2 separate regions of the Anser cygnoides genome follow, and region 2 is linked to region 1. The links are chromatin contacts, called in public Hi-C maps. All regions are on one chromosome and are shown on one strand. Each heading gives the region's core, a stretch centred on a gene start, on an enhancer-like site or on the middle of the called end of the contact. The rest is flanking DNA. Distances are from core to core; before and after follow the strand shown. Region 1 has its middle 76 kb from the start of TLE3. Region 2 has its middle 53 kb from the start of KIF23.

The links. Hi-C and Micro-C count contacts between places; a contact is called where the count stands out from the background.
Region 2: a Hi-C map of liver shows a contact between it and region 1, with 6 times the contacts expected there. The contact joins two enhancer-like sites. A contact is called at or near these places in 2 of 7 Hi-C or Micro-C datasets (both in liver).

Annotation. Positions count from the first base shown.
Region 1 is chr11:1,089,922-1,096,141 of Taihu_goose_T2T_genome, reverse strand. No RefSeq gene overlaps it. Among named protein-coding and RNA genes, the nearest start is that of TLE3, 76 kb to the left of the region's middle. Within about 2 kb of position 2,136, at least 2 of the 3 cell types and tissues checked have open chromatin away from gene starts, as enhancers often do. A contact at or near this core is called in liver, where this site is marked.
Region 2 is chr11:1,313,877-1,319,957 of Taihu_goose_T2T_genome, reverse strand. No RefSeq gene overlaps it. Among named protein-coding and RNA genes, the nearest start is that of KIF23, 53 kb to the left of the region's middle. Within about 2 kb of position 3,322, at least 2 of the 3 cell types and tissues checked have open chromatin away from gene starts, as enhancers often do. A contact at or near this core is called in liver, where this site is marked.

The sequences.
Region 1 (6,220 bases), core at 887-3,386:
AACACGACACCTCTGTGCATACAGAAATAGCTCAGCTGCTGCTTTCCTACAGAGGCAGGTACGCTCCAGACCCTGGATCAACAGCGAGCAAAGCTACAAATCAAGGGCCAGACATGATTGCAAACATATTCTTCACTCTTTCCTTTCTTCTGCTACAAAGGAGATTGGAGGCACACATGGGCTTTGCTTACATCTCATTTCAAACAAAATATACAAGCATAAATAACGCTGGCTGACAGCTGGAAGGCTTTCTGATCACGCCGCGGAGGAGGACGACTGATGAGCAGCCCTGCTGCAGCGACAGCCGCTCCGGGGGCACGGCGAGCGCGCAGCCCCCAGCCCCCAGCCGGCCCCGGCGCCCCCACGGGCGCCCACCCCCGGCTTGCGGGGGGAGCTGAAGAGCGGCTTCAGGGACGTTTCCATCTCAAATCCCACAGGGAAACTCTGGGCCTGTGTTCTTACATGCAGCGTGCAGAAATCTGCGGAACCTGCAGCCAAGGGCGCGTGCAAGAAATCTGGGTAAAAAAGCCGATTATCGTCCGGACGCAGGGAGCGGGCGGTTTGTTGCTCACGCTCTTCCATCACCGAAACTTGGCGATTTCGCTGAAAACTGGTGGCACTTTCAAAAAAAACGCCCAGGCAGAATGTCACAGTCAGGTGGTGGCACAACTGACGCAGACGGAAAAATGCTCAACAGCCACTACACGAAAAAACTGCGATAAAAAAATCCCAAATGAAGAGCGTGAAGCACATCAGTCCTGCAGCGCTCGGCCAGCCGCGCCTTCACACCGGGGCTGTCCCTGGGGTTTATTTCATCCCCTTCCAGAAGCCGTTGTTATCTCCCCCATACCTCGGTGGTCTCCGAGTAGGGAAGGCGGGGAGCACAGCTTCCACATCGTGGCAGGTTTCGATGGAATTAATTTCTTCTTGGCTAGAACGGCCGAGGGCCCGAGGGGTTTCCACGCCGCCAGGACCCGAGGCACGTCCCAGCAGCGCATCCCCTGCAGGAGCTGTCCTGCCAAGAGCGGGGCCTGGAGAGGCTCTGAGGAGCTACCGCAAGCACTGCTGCTATTTTGCTGTTTTTCAAAGGCAAAGCGAAGGCTCTTTTTTTTTTTTCCCTCTAAACACACTCAAGGAAATGGATATATTATTTCAGCTGGAGTTCCCCAAAAACTTAAACAAGTTCAGCCCAAGGTGAGCTTTCAGCCTACACCATCCGAATTTGCTGAAACAATAATAAACGGGAGGCAGGGGCTAGCTGGAAAGCGCACAGCAAATCTCTGCGTGGGTGCTGCAGCTCCCGCCACCAGCAGCCCAGCCCCGTGGCCCTGCCTCAAGCACGAGGCATTACGTTGAGTTTTGCCACGAGAGCCTCTGAACCCAAACCCGCTCCTGGCGCAGTAATATTTGGGGGTAATACAAATATTACCCCAAATGGGGCAGGAGTGGGCTGCCAGGCCCTCTGCAGAGCGATGCTCGCGTCGGGGTGGGGAAGCGCATTTGCATTTCCCCGTATTAATGCAGGCATCCAGCTGGAAGATGGAGATGTCTTTTTAATGCACCTACATTTGAAGCCTGAATACATAATCTCCCTATTACATGTATACTTTATATATATGCGGCCATATAGCAGCGGTGATTTATGCGGGCGCGTTACACATGCAGAGGTTTGGGATCCCGGTGCACAGTGGGCAATGATTCTGCTTTTCCGTAGCTATTTATTTGCATAGCAGCGGCTGCGGATGATGAATACAGAGCGCTGCGGTCAGGGCGAGACCGCTGCTGAAATACAGCCCGGCTTCCCAAAGCCGCCGTGGCATTAATTATTAACTCCGTACAGGAGATTTGCCACTCTCCCAGCACCAGACACTAAAATAGTTTCGTACATAAAAGAGCATTAAGTGAAAGCTCGGGTAAAGCCGATCGCTCTGCAAAGAGACGTCCCGCTTTCAAGACCTATTGCTCGGCAGGAAAATTTACAATCCTTTAATTCCATTTACAACGCGGCAACACAAAAGGGAGCTGGAGACGGAGCCTGCAAGCGGAGAGACCGAAGGGGAAGAATAAAATAAACAGGACTCCGAGGGAGCCGGGATCGGGCCCGCACTCCGACATTCAGCTGCTCGTTAAATTCCAGCCGGGATTAGAGGCAGGAAAGTGCTGGGCACCGACCTCGCCGGTGCACAAAGGGAGGTATATTAAGTTATACGGGTTCCATCTTGTCCCTGTTCATGACTAGCTGTGTTGTATGTATCGGAGCAGCTCCCCGTAATTTGCTTATAAATAATTGACTTCTTCACTATTAAAATCTCTGGAGGGTCTCTCGGTTTATTCACAACAAGCCGCCTCGGCCTGCCGTGCAAATTAGCCCTTTCAAACCCGTCTCATCTCCAACAGAAACGTTATGAAGAGTGATTTTTTTATCCCCTGTAATAACCTTCAACTAACCTTTAAACTGAAGTGAATAATTTAAATCTTATTTTCATATCAATGGGGGAGTCAAGCCAAGCAATTATCTTTTATCTGTATACTCTGTCGTCAGCGAAGGCATAATAAAGTTTTCCCAAGTGGGCAGAGCGAAACAGGGAGAGAAAGAGAGAAAGAGAGAGAGATGGTATCTGAAGGCATTAACGCAACAATGAATTATTCAATAATGAGTACAAGATCTGCCATACCAGCGGCGCTCGCGCCTGCCCGGCGTTGGGTCGCAGCGCCCGGCCGGCGGCAGAGGCAGCGAGGGGTGCGCGGGGCTGGCACTGCCCGCGGGGTGCTGGGGAAAAAAGGGGAGGAAAAAGGAAAAATCCCCAAGCAGGGGGCTGGGGCAGGGGCGAGCGGGGCTGCAATTCCCCGCAGTGCTCATTAACATTCTGCCGAGCACTTTTCTCCCCGCGTCCCGCCGGACTGTCCATGATCTTTTTTTATTAATTCATAAAATATCGCACCCGTGATTGAGGCCGCTGATTACGGGAGCAGACAAACACGAGGGCTGGTGAAATATCGCATGTTTTATACCAAGCCTCGCCAAGTAGAAACACGGCCGTGGCATGAAATATTAATCCCTTCCCGGCCGTGGGCAGGGAGGAGAGGCACAGGCAGCCGGCGTCGGCAGAGCGGGGCTGGGGAGAAGCCTCCACCGGGAGAAAAAAACACCACAAAGCTCCTGCATCAGGCGTCCTTGCTAAAGTGCCCGAAGCCAGGGTCCCTCTTCCCATCGCTGAAGGTGGCTCGGAGCATCCTGCTCGGCCTGGGGTGGCTGCATCCCAAGCAGCATCCTCAGGACGTGGAGCGGCAGGGGCGAGGGCTTTGCTGCCGCTCGGTTTTGCCACCCGGCACCAGCAGAGGCTGGGAATCTGCCGGCTGCCGAGGAAATCCCACCGGGCTGGAGCCCGTTTGTGCTCGCTGCTCCAAACCGGCGAGGAGCTGGAATAATGCAAAGCGATCCAGCAGAGCGCTGGATTAGATGCCGGGGCAGCTCTGCCACCAAGCATTAAATATCTTCTTGTAATCTTTCCACTTAAACCAATGATTAAACAGATTTAGCAGATGATTAAACAAATAAAGATTAATGGAACAAGCAAAGTAATCAAATCTTTATGGGGGAATAAATGCGTGATTCAAAACAATATTAGGACAAATTGTCTAAAACTAACAGCGAATGTGTTGCTTTTGTCTAAACAGCGTTTGTTGTGTTCTCGCTTAGTTGCAATCAAAATATTTGCTCAAACCGGGATGGAGCTGAAAAACCTAAAATGCTATCACTGAGCTAACGGCAAGCAGCAGCTCTGCGGGACGCCCCGTGCCGGGACCAGCACCAACCCCTGTCCTGGGTGCAGACGGTGCTCAGCAACCTGCAGCGGCCTCAGGCCGCAGGAGGCATGGGACAGCCCCAGGGCATCCAGAGCACGGCCAAGGGGTGCTCGCAGGGCCCCCAGCCCCGCAGCAGCTCGTGCCAGCTCCCTCCTATGAGCTGTGTGGGAACTCACGGACTTGCTTTTATATATAAGCAGCAGCGCTGGGTTTTAGAGCTGTAAGCCTTTTTCTTTCATCAATTTTGCATATGGAAAGATCGTGTTTGCTCTAAATACTTTTGTTTTTAAAGCCTCTTAAATTTTTGAGATGAAAATAACGGGGGGGGGGGGGAGACATTTCCAGACAAACTGTCACAAGGCTGCAACCGCCAAGCGAACAGAAGCAAAGCTCCACCACCACAGCAGTTAATTAAGAGGGGAAGGAAACAAGGTGCCTAACGCAGAGATAATTGCGTATGTTCCACCACGGCACACGCGTGCCCGCACGCATGCACGCCCCCAGGACAGCCAGCACGTTTCCACCTGCGGCCGTCAGCGCTCTGCGGGGCCGTGGGGCTGCGGACTTGGGGTTCCCCGCACGCGCTGCCCAGATTTTGCCTTTTTATTCCGATGATGCTCTCAAACAAAGCCATAAACTCGACTCAGCGTCACAGGATGGAGCCAAATTGTTCGGTGCCACCGGCCTGGCACCGCTGCGAGAGCCACGGCGCCGCTGCAGGGGGCTGTGCACGGCCAGCTGCACCGGGAGCAGCTCCGGGGCGCAGCCCCCAAACCCGTGCGGAGCAGAAGACAGCCCTTCCCTCCAGGCCAGGGAAGCGCAGCAGCAGATCCAAGGCGCATGCTTCCAGGCCCGGAGAGCTCAGGGTGTGAATGCCATTTTGGAAAGCTTGGGGCCAAAAGCCATTTTCTGCCCACCCCCCTTCCCATGGGAGAAAAAGCCACCAGGAGCCCCAGACCCACTCCAGCTCCCACAGCCCCAGGCACAGCTGTGTTCGGATGCCCACCTGAAGCAATTGTTCTCCAAGGAGAAGCCCTGGTCCAGGGGGGTGCCAGCCCCTGTCTCCACCTCAACCTCTTCGTGCTGCCCTTCCCTGGCCCCTCAGTGTCTCCTCCTTGTTGTGCTCAGCTCCAGTGCGGCCCCCACAGCCCCTGCGTGGCTCCTGCCTTCCCCAGCTGGCCCGTGCAATGCGCACGGCTCGCCCAAGCTCGTTAGTGCCACCCTTATTAGTGTCAGAGCCTTGCCGGGAGCCGCATTCTGCTGCGAAAAGCCCGGCACTATCACGGCCGTCACGCACACTCCTGGGATGGCGCTGGAAACGAGGCTGCAATAAAGGAGTTTATTATTGCTGTTAAATTGGAAAATAAACATCTCGCCCAGCTCACAACATGTTCTCTTTCTCACGCCTGACGTTAACGGTAACATCAGAGCCACCCACCGCGGCACGGGTGCGAGCAGGGCGCAGCTGGGGGCCGCTCCCGGCTCCCGTCCTCCCCTCGGGGAGGTCCGAGCCTCCGACGGGACGCAGCTGAGCCGAGCCGAGGGGGGACGTGACTTTTCCAGGCTCGCAGCGAGAACCGGGGCTCAGCTCAGAGCTTCAGATGCAATTATTATTGCATCTGAGAGATCAGGAGAGAGCAGCCGGCCATCCACCACGTGTCGGACGCGTGCGGTGCCCGCCGGGGCTGCTCCCGGACCGGCGTGTCGGTGCCAGCCAGGGGCCCCCCCGCTGCACCCCGGGCATCCTGGGGGTCCCTCTGCAAGGAAGCCGCAGCCCAGGGGGTCTCGGCCACGCCGCTGCATGCCTGCCCCTCCCTGAGCCCATGGGCGATGTGCTCCTGGAGCACAGCGAGCGTTACTGGTGTGTTGGCAAAGCGCTGGCCTCACCACGCCTGGCCAAAGCCCCGGCTTCTCTTTTATTCCATCTGCAGCTGCAAACCAAGTCAAGAAGCCCCCAGGGGAGCAGAGCTCGCACTCCACAGGCAGTGGCTCCTTGCAGTCACACCAGCAGCAGCCGTCACCTGCCCGGGCCGGGAACACAGGGCTGGAAGCGAAGGGCTGGAGGGGGGACACAGGGGTGGCAGTGGGGCAGCTTGGCCCAGCATCACATGCGGTGCATCACATCGTGCCACATCGTGTCGCATCGCATCACATTGCATCTCTGGGGCGGCTCCTTCCATCCCCCCCCCAAAAAAAAAGCCTGGGCACTGCCTGCCCTGACCATGCTGCGAGCAGCCCCAGCTGCTGCCAGACCCCATCCCCGCTCCCCCGGGGCCCCCCAGCCAGGATGGAGAAATCCCAGCGCGACCTGCTCAGCACCTCCTGCCTGGACCCTTCCAGCTCGGGATATTCTGTGATTCTCTGATTCCGCGATCCCCTACAGCAGGGTGAGGGCAGGACGGGCTGCTGGGCA
Region 2 (6,081 bases), core at 2,073-4,572, 220 kb before region 1:
GGCATCTCCCCTAAGGCGAGTGGCTGTTGTGCTAAAAACCCAGCAGCCCTGTGTTAAAGCACGCCCTGCCCTGGAATGCACCCCAGGCTCGCGGTCTCCCTGCCCGTGCCTCGAGGAATATCCGTAACGTCCACGCCGGGTCTGCTGAGGGGAATGAGGTGAAGCGCTGGGAAAAGCTCCTTTCAGCAGAGCTTTTGTGCCAGAAGCAAAGAAAAGCCCGGCAGAGCCGAGGCCCTTGCCCCTTGTCTCCACGCAGAGCACTTCTGCTGGCTCCGGCCTTCTTCCGCTCCAACTGACGGAGCGAGCGCGCCACGTTTTCCTTCCCAGCTTTGCAAAACGCTCGACTTCGGCTCAAAACTTTGGTCATCGATCTGAAAACCCTCCAAAATCCGTTTCCTGATAGGAACAAAACTTGGTGGTTTAGGCCTCAGGTGATGCGAAGCCTTCACCCAGGCAGAGCAGAGCAGTGCACGGGGACCCCGAGGCAGCCCGCGGCCCCACGCTGGCCCGGGCAGCCCCCCGAGGGGGAGCGCACACCAAAACACCTCGGTGGGGCTCGCAGTAAGCAGGTCGGCTTGTTCCTAGCCCCTGCTGCTGCAGGAGGCCGGGGGGGAGATGCGTTATCAGCTCCCTTCCAGCACCAGTTTGTTTTATGGTCGGTTGCACAAGCGGCTGCGACTGGAGCCATCGAGAGCCTCGCGGAGCCCTACCTAAGTAGCGCCAGGCATTAAAGAATAATGCTAATTTTTCTTAAGAGATGGCAGTGCTAATGGCTTTTTTGATTGCACTGTGTACTTCTGCTTGGCCAGCAAAGAGCAGGCAATTCCTAAGCGAGAAGGGGACATTTTGATGCTGGGGGGAAAGGGGGTAGGGACTCCTCGTGCCCCCACTAGGTGCCTGTTAATTGTTCCGTGCTGGGGGTGACATTTTCAGGTGGCAAGGACGGGCTGCCCACAGCCCAGCAGGGACACAAATCTCACTCGTGCCGGTCCCATTTTGTCCCTGGAGCCCCACAGAAGTGCCCCGGTGATTTGAGGGAGCAGGATGCGACCCACAGCAGGGCTGGAGGTGTGTGCATGGCACGGGTGGGCACAGCCGCGGGTGTGGAAACCCCCCCAAAACACGAGGGCTTGGCACACCGCCGTCCCCGCCTGCTCTTCACGGGTTTTGTGCGACTGCGAACGTGCGCTACTCGGGTTTAATAATTAATCGGGGCTTTATTTAAGTCCATCACTGCACTGCAGTAATGATTCATCAGATACCTTCTTATAATGTGTACAGTGTAATTTTTATTAGGAGGTACTTCTGAAGCGAAAGCTGGTTGTTACCTGGTTGTAGTCAAACACGTCATTAGTTACTAGGTATCGTGGGTCAACACACAGGCATAAAACAATCCCTTTTCTTCTCTTGCAATGATTAACCCACCTATCAACAGTGTCTGTTTAATATATATCACTATAAACAGTCATTATTTGCAAGAATAGCCAGATGGGCAGATAATTTAAAACATAACTCGGAATCTATTTTAGTTTTTAGAGGCCTAACTTAACAAAAAAAATCATAGAAATGCCCATGCAATCACACGCCCAATTTGTGTGCGTAATTACCTTGATTACATGTGTGCTTGTGGTAATTGTCACCGCAGATGGCATGGGGATGCATGAATGGTCACTTGTGCATGCAGAGCCGCTCCACATACCACACCAGGGTAATTGCAGATGCGAATTGAGTGCGCACCTCCTGCACCCACCCCCCCGCTGCAGAGCGCGGCACGGGGCGCTGCGTGGCCACCGCGCCCGGCTGCCCGCCCGTGGGTGCGTGGTGCAGGGACTAGGGTGCAAAAACGGGGAGGCGGGAGGAAGCTGTGGGTTCCTGCACAAGGCTGCGCTGCTCGGATGTGTGCCCTTGCTGCGAGGTGCCTCCTGCGTCTGGCAGCGAGCTGGCTGCTGGGGCTCGGTGGTGCTGGTGGGGTGCCACCACGTCGGCACTTTGCCTTGAGACAGGGCTGCCTCCGAACGCCTTTTGCAAGGCAGTTTCCTCTGCAGAGCGTGCAGGAGCCCCGCGAGAAGGCATGGCCTCATCCTGCCCCGAAGAGCACCGCCAAACTGGGCTTGTACCACCCCATTAGCACCCAAGCGCTGCCCTGCTGGCACACCCCAGTGCTCCCTGTTTGTACATCCCCGTGCTGGCACACCCCAGTGCTCCCCATTTGTGCACCCCCGTGCAGCTCCACCGGCGCGGCCACGTGCCGCCCCAGCAGCCTGGCCACCCGCCAGCAGCCCTCGAGGCCGCGGCTCCTGCTCGCCGCAAGCCCCTGTCCTCGGCTTAGAAGAATTAAAGATGCCTGATGCTGTGCTTATCAGGGGAGGAGAGAGAGACTTAGGAGGCAGTCTATCTAAAAGTTATTATTAATTTTTATTGCTGCATGGATTTAGAGATTTGGAAGAAGATAAATTCCAAACAGACATCCATTACCAAAGCGACAGTGTAGCTTAAAGATAACATTTACATTCTTACGGTGTTTATATATATCTGATCCCACTCAATCTGCTCCCTGTTCAAACTTTTTGCCACCTTCAGAAGGATCAATACCTACATCAAAGGTTATATGAAGGTGGCCAGATTCTTTTAAGCTGTTTGCATAGCCCTCAGTTTGCTGTGCTAACACAGGCTGGTACTTCTTCCAATAACTCTGTTTGCCTTGTATTAGGACTGTTTGCTGAAACACCTAGCAGAATCCAATAGAGGACAGACTTTCTAAACATTTGGTCACATCTGTCAATCAATAACACCAATCGGTTTCCTGATACAAACAGCAAACTCTGCCAAATCTAATATTTGCCCAAACTTTTACTGACTCTTGCTGGTTTAAAACAGTAAAAGGCAACTGAGCAGACATTAGTGCAGAAAGGTTCTCACTAATATTTAACTCTAGGCAAACAAAGAATAATTCCAGCAATGAAAGGAGCAAAAACAAACAGTGTAATTATTGTCCTCTTTTTATTTGAGATAATTTGCTTAAATGTACAGCTATTATCTGTTAATATGGTGAGGTATAATTAGAAGGGACAAAATACAGGTTTGGCTGACATAGGCACGCTCACACACAGGCACACAATGGTGCAGATTTCAACTCTTGAACCTTGCCCCTTGCGCTGAGATCATGTTTATGCAGGTGATCTTGGAACAAACACGGTGATGTTATCAGTGAATGGAAAACACCTGACTCGAAAACAAACAAAAAAAAAAAAAAAAGGAAAAAGTACTCAGAGGACTCCAGGCAAATCTGGATTCCAGATTAAAACAAAGAGGAACAATAGAGGCCAAATGTTTTTCTGGAGTGGCTGCCAGGCTGGGGTAGGCGGCTGGAAATTGGCTCAAGTCTCTTCCATAAAACCGGGACATGCTTTTAATCTGCATCTGAAAGAAAGCAGAGCAGGGCCAGAATCAGCACCCAAGAGGCGTGCTGGGACCGAGCGCCGGGTCCCATCCTGCAGGGGCACCCAGCACCCTCGGAGCGCCTCACTCCGGCCCCCAGGGGGGCACCGCGGCTCGGACCAGGGTGTCTGCCTGGGTGGTGGCTTGTGGCGGCGCAGATCATCTTTAATTCATCGTGTTGTGGAAGGAGGATAAGTGGGACAGATAATGATCTGCACAGTTTTCCTTTTTGGTAACCAAATATATCTTTGTGCTAAGTGACAATTATTCTAAAAGCTTCTTTTTTTTTGCAGCTAAGGTGCTCGGCTCCCGTGCCTCAAAGAGTCGTTTTCCCTCGGAAAGGAATCTAATTGGGCTCTGATCGAGAGCAGAAAATACCTAAAAGCTGCACAGAACAATATTTCACCCAGCTAACAGCCTTTTCATTTCGAATGCACAGCCTAACAATAAGTGCGACGTGTAGTCTCATCTCTAACACTTTGTTTATTACAGCGCGCTGCTAAATATTAGATAATGGTGGTTAGAGAACGCTTTCTGCAGGGGAAAACAAGTGAAGCAGAAAGCAGGCTCGCTGCCCGGCGTGCAAAGGAGATTACGCTGCAGATGCTGGGGACGATGCTGGGGGATGAGCAGTAAATGAGCACGAGCCGGCGCTGGCGGCCTCGGCTGGCCACTCGGGTTGAGCAGTGCTGCTCCTCTGCCCCAGTTTTGCTTGGTGGGCGGCTGTCAGCACTCGTGCCCGGCGTCCCGTGGCAGCTCAGCCCACGCAGTGCCCGCCAGCAGGGGTGAGAGGGTGCAGACGCCGCGTCCTGAGTCACCGCTCTTGCACCACCAGCCCTGGGCGCTGCGTTGGAATGGCCTCGGCGCATTCACGTGGCTGAGCCTGACCCTTCCTCGCCGGGAAAAATCGCCTAGGTTCAAGTTGGAGCTTCCTTGCCTTCAGAGCAGCCCTTCTGGTGGCATTTAGGGTGATGTCTGCTTGTCCTGATGGTAATTCGGGAGAGCTGCGGGTCACAGCAGCCTCTTCGCGCGGGCTTGCTAAGCAGGCGTAAGCGAAAGGGAAGTCTGCAGGTTATTCAGGGAGTAAAACCCCCGGCACAGAACCTTTCAGAGCACTGCAGACACGTGCGTGCGGCGTGCGTGGGCAAAGTGCACTGATAGGGACTCAAAGCCGCTGAGGTTTTTGGGGACCCCAAGGCCCGGAGCAGTGGCGGCTGCGAGCGCGGCGCGCGGCAGCAGATGGCAGTGGCAGCGTGCCGCCGCCCGCGCGGGCAGCCCTCGGTGCTGATTAACACGGCGAGCGCTCGGAGAGTGGCATGATTTGGGGCTGTGGGACCTGAAATGAACTCTCTCTTCCCTTGCCAAATGCCAGGTGGAAGTGTCTGCGTGGAACGGCACAGCCTGGGGCTCTGACATTCAGCCCGAGCGGAGAGGGTGAGAGGTGGGGATTGGTTTGACGGCGGCAGAGCCCACCCTGAGCTGGCGTGCGGATGCCATCGAGGGGGTTTGGCTCCATGGGGATACCTGGGCTGGCTCCAGCACTGCTGGTACTGCTGCTGTAGGGGCCTGGGGGCTGTTAGCACCTGGCTTCAGCCGCTTGGAAAGCCAAGCATAAGGGGTTTTGGGGTCCCAGGAGGAGCAGGAGGTCACACACAGCCACCGCTGTGCTGCTGGGGACATCTGGGAGGCCAAGGCAGAACCATCAGGATGAGATCTGACACCATGGCCTGCCTGGGAGCTCAGTGCAGAGGCTGCAGGGTGGCATCTCCTGCGACCCTGGGACCCCAAAAGTGGCACTGACAGCCCCGGCATGCCAGCACGGTGCCATCCAGCCGCTCCTGCGTGGGCACAGTGCCCTGGAGCGCAGCCCACAGGCTCCCGCAGGTGGGTCTGGAAGAATCACAGAAGCACAGAGCATCCCGAGCTGGAAGGGACCCACCAGGATCACCGAGTCCAACTCCTGGCTCCGCACAAGACCACCCAAAAATCAGACCGTGTGTCTGAGAGCATTGCCCAAAGGCTCCTTGAGCTCCAGCAGCTCAGTGCCGTGCCCACGTCCCTGGGGAGCCTGTCCCAGCGCCCGACCACCTCTGGGTGCAGAACCTTTCCCTGACACCAGCCTGACCCTCCCCTGTCCCAGCTCCAGGCCATTCCCTCGGGTCCTGGCGCTGTCACCTGCAGAGGAACGGGATGGGACGCCTGCCCTGAGGCACAGCAGTGGGAACTTTGTCATAATTCCTACCCAGACTGTTCTAATTACAGGTTGAAAATGAGCTGCGTTGGGCCTGTTCTTCCTTATCAGCTTATTGCTCTGATATTTTCCTAGACACTGAGATGAATCAGAGCGTTGCATCACATGCCGTGCTGGCTGGAGTGTGTTTCCGGAAGAATGCTAAGGGTGTTTTGCTGCTATTACTGAGTAATTAACCTGGGTGCTCCGGGCTGGAAGCTGCTTGGCGTTCCCTGATCATGAGAAAGCGCAGCACGCGGAAGCTGGGAGGCGGCCGGGCTCGGCACCTGTGAGAACAAAGCAGGTTTCCTCGCTGTGACAACAGCAGCGGGGGGGGAAAGGCCTTGGGAAAGAAAGCCACGCGTTGGTTTGTTCCCCAGAGATTTGGAAACGTTTTGGCTGGGTGTGATTTG